2 separate regions of the Anas platyrhynchos genome follow, and region 2 is linked to region 1. Evidence: chromatin contacts called from public Hi-C data. All regions are on one chromosome and are shown on one strand. The core of a region is the stretch at or near the end of the contact, and the rest is flanking DNA. Distances in the headings are between cores, read along the strand shown. Region 1 holds the start of SCMH1 (Scm polycomb group protein homolog 1). Region 2 overlaps SCMH1 (Scm polycomb group protein homolog 1).

What was found. Hi-C and Micro-C count contacts between places; a contact is called where the count stands out from the background.
Region 2: a contact with region 1 is called in a Hi-C map of skeletal muscle, with 1.7 times the contacts expected there. The contact joins the enhancer-like site here to the promoter of SCMH1 in region 1. A contact is called at or near these places in 2 of 8 Hi-C or Micro-C datasets (skeletal muscle and subcutaneous adipose tissue).

The regions. Positions count from the first base shown.
Region 1 is chr24:6,608,404-6,612,276 of IASCAAS_PekinDuck_T2T, reverse strand. SCMH1 (Scm polycomb group protein homolog 1) reads right to left here and starts at 2,304. Exons shown (of 14, transcript XM_072027297.1): 1 at 2,151-2,304.
Region 2 is chr24:6,670,342-6,674,318 of IASCAAS_PekinDuck_T2T, reverse strand. All of the region lies in intron 11 of SCMH1 (Scm polycomb group protein homolog 1), which reads right to left. Among named protein-coding and RNA genes, the nearest start is that of CTPS1, 31 kb to the left of the region's middle. Within about 2 kb of position 1,723, at least 5 of the 8 cell types and tissues checked have an H3K27ac peak or open chromatin away from gene starts, as enhancers often do.

The DNA.
Region 1 (3,873 bases), core at 1,055-3,554:
AAGTGACTCAGAGTTAAATATTGCTAAAATTTTATACACAGGAAAAACAAGGTAGAGGAGACAGACTGACCTGAACTGAGGCTCAAAACTTGCAGGGATGCCACTCACATGCCTGGTCTAGATTCTACATTTACTTTCTCTTAATTAGCTAATCACCTGATTTATTTAATACCAAATATTTGACTAAAAAGCGGATTATCAAGACACAGATGTGTCATTTCCTCAGATGTAAATGCTAAAGCAGGAGCACCTTGGGTCAACTTCTGTCTCTCAAAACAAATCACACTTCAACCTTTACTAAAATAAAGATCTGAAATAGCACAGCCGTGTGTATTTCCATCTCGCCCACTGTAAAAGTCTCTTCCTATTTCCGTCTGCATTTTCATACCATCTACTGGGCAGACCCTGAACTACCCGACCACGCAGCACAGACCCTCCCAGCAGCTCGTCCCAAGCGCCGGCTGCCCACAGGCTGGGCTCCATCCCCTACAGCAGCGCCGAGTTACCAGCTGCTGCTGGTGACAGCTCTGAAGCACAAGGGAGGTATGAAACTATCACCCTGTATGCCAAATATTTCCAGAATGTGTGCTGGGACACCTCACCCTGGCCAGCTAACGTCCGAGAGCAACACCTGAAAGGGAAGAGGCCAGCAGAGAGGAGGAGAGGAGGCAGCTGTCCCTCTGCCAGCAGCTCGGCACAGGCAGCCGTGCGCCGTTACTCCAGCAATTGAAGTGATACGGGAGAGCGTTTTCCCCAATATTACTGGCTGCTGGAGAGGAGCTGCCACATGGCTGTTCTCAGCCACTCAGAGCACAGTGTTTACTATAAACAACAACAGTAAACAGAAATGGAGCCAAAAATCAAAGCTGGGTACCCTGGAGCTGGGTCTCTGCGTTCTTATTTTATCCACGGAGATAATTAAGTTCAGTATAGAGCTGCTGAACCTAAAACGGCCAAGGCCAAAGCCGATGTTACTGAGCATATCCAAAATACAGGCCACAGACTTGGATTTATTATCTCTGCCTTCAGTCATCAAGACTCCAAACTGCTGCCACAGTTTTACACCAGAGCTTCAAAGAGCGTGTGGATTGAACCTGAGCGATGTGCGGTAGAAGCCAGCCTGACACCGTATTTATTTTTAAACATCTTAATATGCATGAAAAGCTCGATTTTGCTCGAATCCCAGCTCCGCTCAAACCCTTGGTTCAGAGGGGCTACGAAGGAGAAGCAGATGCTCCCCCGGGGACAGTAATTGCGGGATGTCTCTGGCCAGTCCCTGGGACTGCCTTTCACCCCTCGCCAGCAGTGTCCCAGGGGCAGGTCTGTGCGCGATGCCCGCTCCTGCTCCCAGCTCTGCCCTTGTCCATCCCCACACCACGGCCTCGCTGCTGTCCTCCAGGGCTTGCGGCCAGGGGCAGGCAGCACCGCGGGCTGGCAGCGGGAGCCTGCGGCACCTCCAGCAGCACGTCCCCGTGTCCCCGCTCCCTTTTCATACCCGGGGTGTCAGCGGGCAGCACACAGCACCGGGGCGGGCCAGGGGCTCAGGCAGCCTGCTGAAAGCACTCACGGGCCGTCGGGGGCCGATGCGAGGCACCGCAAAGCGCTGCGGGAACAGCTCAGGACCCGAATCCCCCTGCACTTAACGGGGCCCCATCGCCCAGCCCTGCCCGGAGCCAGCTCAGGGGGCGCAACAAAGCCCCGAGCTCCCGGGGCTGCTCCGCGGGCAGCCGGCCCCGGGCCCGACAAGGGGCAGGAGCGGGGCCGGGCCCCCAAGGGCACCAACAGGTGGCGGCGGGGCCGGGCAGGGCCGGGCCGGGCCGGGCAGCGCGGGGGGGGCCGGGCCGGGGCGCTGCCAGGCCGGGGCGCTGCGGGCCAGGCGGCGCTGGGGCCGCGCTGACAGCCGGGCTCCGCTCCGCGCTGCTCCGCGCCGGGCCCGGCCGCGCCCCCCGGGCTGCCCCCGCGGGCGGCGTTGGGGCCGCGCTGCCTTCGCCCACCCCGCGGGCAGCGCCGTGCCCGGAGCCCCGCGGGCGGTGCCGGCCGGGCCGTGCCCAGCGCCGCGCCTCCCGGCCGGGCCGAGCCAAGCCGAGCCGAGCCGAGCCGGGCCGGGCTGGGCCGGGCCGCGCCGTGCCCGTCCCCCGCCGCCCCCTCACCTGCGCGGCCGCCGGGCGCTGCTGCTCAGTCCCTCGCCGCCGCCATGTTTCCGATGCGCAGTGAAGGCGGGGAGCGGGGGAGGGAGCGCGGCGGCCGGCGGCCCGGCCCGGCCCAGCGCCGCCCCCTGCCGCCGGGACAGCGCCGCGCGGGGGCTGCGGGGCCGCGGGGGGCCCGGCCCGGCCCGGCCCGGCCCGCACGGAGGGGAGGCCCCCGGCGGGGCCCGGCGCTGCGCGGCCTCCGCTGCCCCCCCCACCCCCCCGCTCCCCGTGCCCCGGGCCCGCTGCACGCAGGTGTTGGCCGGGCCCGGGGCCTGACCCCCGGCTCTCCCCTCGGCCCCCCGCGGACACGCCGCGGGTGTGGGGGGCTGCGGGGCGCCCGCGGGGACCTCGCGTCCTAACCCGGCCGTGGGACGAGCGGGAGAGGGGCCCCAGGGGACGCCGCGCTCCCCCTCGGCAGCTGGAGCCATGCTTCTGTCCAGCCTGCTGCTGCTTCGTGGCGGTGCTTGGAGATGTGTCCCGCACACAGCTCACACCCGGCCAGTGGTGCCGTTGGATAAGGGGCATCTCGTTCCCCCCACACCCCCAAACTTTCTCTTTGGCCCCCCAGATGCCCCCCGGCCTCGTGTCCCAACCAGGCCCTCGCCCTGCATGCAGCCCTGCAGCCACGTTGCAGGTGGGGACAGCACAGAGGGATCCCAGCGCCCCAAACCTCCCTGCCCCCAGCCAGAGGGCACCTCAAGCCACTGCTGTACTCAGTGCAGAGAGCGCAGAATACGGTACGGGAGGTGCTCAGTACCTTCATGGCATCCTTCATGGCTTGCAGACCAACCCTTGTGCAAGCCAACCCCCACCAGAGGTGGACGTGCCCTGTCCTGCAGTGCAAGCAGAGCCTACAGTACCCTGAACCATCCCCTAGCACCCCTCAGCTAGAGAAAACTCAGTCCGACACACGGCTACTCTAAGGGCCACCTTTGTCCCCTTTCCCCCTGTGCACCAACACAGCCACAGCCACCTCTACCCACAGCAGAGCCCCCCACCCGCTCACGCCTGCCTCTGTCCTGTCCCCAGGTCTCTGTGCCCCACAGGGTGGGCAGGCAGCAGAAGCCCCGGTGCAGCCAGAAGGCAGCAGCACACGGTGGTCCTGGAGCCAGGTTCCCAGCTGAGGGTGCCATTTCCCTCTTGTTCTGCACAAATGTTCTGGCTGCTGGGTTGGCCATGCTGAGGACCCCACTTCCATTGCAAGATACTGCAACTGAACAAAGCCATTCATCTTAATTATCAACTAGATCGTGCTGCGGCTAGTTACAGAGCAAGAGCTTGTGTCCTCTCTCTGTGTGCTGGCTTGCCTGAAAAATACCAACACGTATATTGCATTCTGGAGATCTAGTTATCTTCAGAGCTGCTCGAGTCAATGGTCAGTGAGTGTAAAGGACTGCTGCTGGGTAATTGTGACTTCTCACAATACAGATATTTCACTGAGAATATGGAGACATCACTTTGGAGTGACTCATGGACATATGTGACAAACCTTCTCAGGAAAAAAGCACCTGAATGCTTTCCAAAGTGCACGTAGTGACATGACGAACATCTGAGTCTCTCCCTGACTGTTCTCTTGTGCTGTGGGATTACATGGAAACTCATGAATTTTAGCTCAAAACCAAAGCAAAAGATCAGAAGGAAGCATCCTTGGTGCAGATGGAGCCTGGCTGTGTTTGGAAAGGTT
Region 2 (3,977 bases), core at 474-2,973, 63 kb before region 1:
CCCACGTCACGGCTCAAGAGCAGTGAGCAGAGCCGCGGCAAGGCAGCACCATGCAGGGCGTACACGCGGCTGCAGGAGCAGGTGTCACACCGCTGCACTGAGGGGCTCCTCCAAAGTACCCAAACTGCAATATGCACGCCTAAAGCACTGCGGCCTGGTGTTTGCCTGGCAAGCTCCAGTCCAACCAGGGAGCAGCGGTAACGGTTGATACCCAGATTTGAGCAACAGCTACTCTGCTAATGCCACCACCAGCTCCAGGTTGCATTCCTGCAGCCTCTTACTGCTTCCACGACTGCTTTGAGCTGGGAGAGGAAGCTCCCTGCATTTCAGACTCAAGGCCCACACATCATGGGCATCAGTGTGCAAGGGAACGGCCTGGGCCATTGGGACTGTGGGGGTATTTAGCCAGACTCATGCCTTGGAGTGGACAGCAGCACACACAGAGCAGGAGGGAGCAGCAGGCTCCTCCGAGCAGCTCACCTGCCCCATCATGGCCAGCAGTGGCATGGGGCAGCACCCAGAAGTGGGGATCAGCTGTGCACCCCTCCTGCCTTGCGGCTGGGCCCTTCAGTGCACAATGAAGCTGGTGACCAGCACCCATCGCTGGGGCAGGACAGAAGGCTCTCCCCAGGCAGGGGTCCAACTGCCTGCTTGGCCTCCTCACCAGCCCTTCCAGGGTGGGGAATGGAGAAAGCTGCCCTGGATGATGTTCCACTGAGATCTGCATACCAGCAAGTGAACCTCTGGGCAAGATTTCCCTTTGCTGTTATACTGGGATGGTTACATCCTAGGACCACGTTTGTAGGTTTTACTATGGCACAATGCAACCTAATCTCAGTCCAGGTGGAGCTGGTGCTTTATGAATCATCCTCAAATTCTTGGGTTCTTTATCATGAAAAACCTGGCAAGTTTGCACAGCTGGAAAGTGTCTCCTACGAGGCGTGGTTCCTGTGTACATGTACTCCTCTGGGCTGTGCCACTGCGCCTGGCTGGAAACTGCAGCACCTTCACCAGCACCCACCCAAACGCTGCAGCAGGCTGCGAGGAAGGGGAAGCCTTGGGAGCTGCTCCAGCAGGAGAAAATCCAGCACAACTGGTGCTGAAGTGGGATGGTGGTGCGGGTGCTGAGCTGGCGTCACAGCCCATGAAACCCAAAAGTTCTGCCCAGGCATTTCTGCTAGGCTGACGCTTTTATGCTCCAGAGAAGGGAGATGCAGCTTGCCTGAGCCCAAACCCAAGTGCTCCAGAGGCTGGGCCCTGCCAACCTTCTCCTGGAAGCAATTTACTTTCTTTGTTTCCTATGAACTCCAAGGCTATTCTGTGAAGTGGGATCCTCTGTTTTTGGTGCTGTTGCTGTCTGTATTTGAGCAGAGAACCCAGGGGCAAGCTCAGCTGTGGGTGGGCAGACCTCAGCTTGCCAGGCAGCACCTCATTATGTCGTAAGATACAAACACCCCTTTTTGCCTGGCTGCTCAGCAGTCCAGTGAAGCAGGTGTGAGCTTATCACCTTCATAAATGCAATGCTCCATCTTGTGAGTTTTGCTGCTCTGCATCTGAGGCACTTCTGCATTTATTTGCTCTTAGGCCACTGTGATGTTCTTAGAAACCAACAGCACATCCTTAAGGAGCAGAACCAGTGCTCATGTAAAGACTGATACTCTCTGGGTGATGTTTGCTGGCCGGCGTGCCAGCAGTTTCCCATGTGGGAAGATGTGTTTTCACTTGCTCTCTGTGAATCAGACAAGGGGTTCTGATTCATGACTGTTCCTGAATAACTCTGCACTCCTCCGTCACTCCTGTTCCACACTGGAACAGCACAAAACTGGGTGCAAACCCAGCACTGAGCTGGCTGCCTGCTTCCAAGGCAGACTGAGACTCCCTGTCCTGAGCCCAGACACGCAGTGGATGCGATTTGCACCACTGGCTCTTCATAGGAGCCCCTTCGCAGAAGCTACCTTGGGTTTCCTCTCCAACATCAGGACAGTTTTTCTTGAAACACAAATCACTTCCCATTTCATACACACTTCTTGGAACATCTGTGCAAAGGGTTACGTCTGACTCCTGGAACGTGCGGTGGCGTGAGAGCAGCTGGGGGGCACAGCCTGCTGCACCGCTCTGCGTGCCTTGTGGCAGGACAGGGGCAGGCACAGCAGAGATATGGCACAGGCAGGGGTCTGTGCAGCTCAGCTCCAGCCTCCAGGGAAACACGACTCCCTCTGCGAGTGACGCACAGCCTCAGCTTGCCAGGAAGCCCCAGATGTGCTGGGTCAGGCAGAAGTGCGTGTCCAACTGCTAATGACGACACCGAAGCTCATGCAGAGGGATGTTTGTCAGCAGAATTTCAGAGCTCGGCTGGAGAAGGCTGCAGCTTGGGAGGCTGGAAGACCACATGCATAGGTTCGTGTCGGTGCAACACTAAGGATCCAGAACTCACCCTCGAAACATATTTAACTCAACAATTAACACGCTGTCATTATTCTGACGTGAATGCTCTGTGATGCGTTCTTCAAATATGTGATCATGTTCTCACACGTGCTCATGATCAAACATCCGAAGAAGAGCATGCAGCCACACAACTTGGGAGCACTGCTTTTTTGCCTAGAATTAAAGCTGCACACTCATCCTCAGGTTCCCTGTCTCAGGGTTGGTGAGTGCTTGGTTGTGCTGTAAATACTGCAGCAGAGCTGGAGGCTTCTTGGTAGGGTCAGTGCAAGAGAGGTCTCGAACTTTCTTAAAAATGCAAACACACAGGGAGCTGCTTACACAAATGATACCGTCAGAGAGGGGAGAGGGAAACAAAGCAAAGGGAAAATTTTGACTAGCTCTGTGAATCAGCTACAGCAGAAGACAACATGCTTCTGCAGGTGGCAGCGCACAGACTGCTTTCAGGCACACACACTATCCAGAATCCTTCTGCCCTTGATAACTAGTTTTTGGAGGGAGGAGGAGGTGGTTAATTCTTAGGCAGATTTCTTATATGAACTGCTAGTTTTAAATACAGGCTTGCTTTTGGAGCATTGTAGGAAAACATGCCACAATTAGTGGTGGAGAGGCAGGGAGCAGATAATTAAAGTTTAATTAAACAAATAATGCTATAGATTCAAGAGTGCAGTTTTACTGCTAAAACACAGTTTGGCCACAAGCACAAATCTGATTTGCACAACTACTAAACACCCACTGTTTCCAACAAATGATAGTCTTTCAAAAGGGGGTCCCCACTGTGCTGGAACTGCAGCTTTTTAGCAAAAAGCTACATTAATAGCAGTGAGTGTAAGAAGAAAAACAATATATGAAGAGATCCCCTTCTTGTCTTTCTGCCTTCCTGTCAAGGGCACAATGAATGGAGACTTCCCCCTGCTACTCACTGCTGTCAGTTTGGCAAACTAGAAATAGCTCAGGTGCTGCAGTGTGCCACACCATGAGCAGACACCTCCTTGCTCAGGAAATACACCTATCTGAGTACTTCGGGCTCAAGTTCTTAAAAAACATTCTCTGAAATGCAAATATCCCTGCTTCTGCTTAAATTTCATAGTGGAACGGGCCATTAATTGATTGCCTGCAGGATAAAATTGAATTTCTCAAAGGGATTTAGAATTGTACCTTGTTTCTCTCCGCCCTGTATATCTCCTGCTTGAACCAAGAATGGACCAAGACCAAGTTTCTGTAGGAAGTTCACAAACCACGAGAATCACCACCTTCACATGAAGGCACACAGTCTGCACACTTGTCTCTACTTTTACCGAAGAGGCTGCAATAATCTGGGCATCTAGATGGCACGCCACATTCAAAAGCCAAAAGATACCTGAATACACTCTGAAGCAGACTCAACCTTCCAGACAACCTAACTAGGTTCCTACTCAGAATTACTTGTTACAGAATCCCTTTGACTGACAATACAGAGAGTCTGTGATACCACCTAAGCAAGGCACCTTAATTTTAGAGCCCCCCCAAGAACAGCAAGGCACTGCCCGGACAGT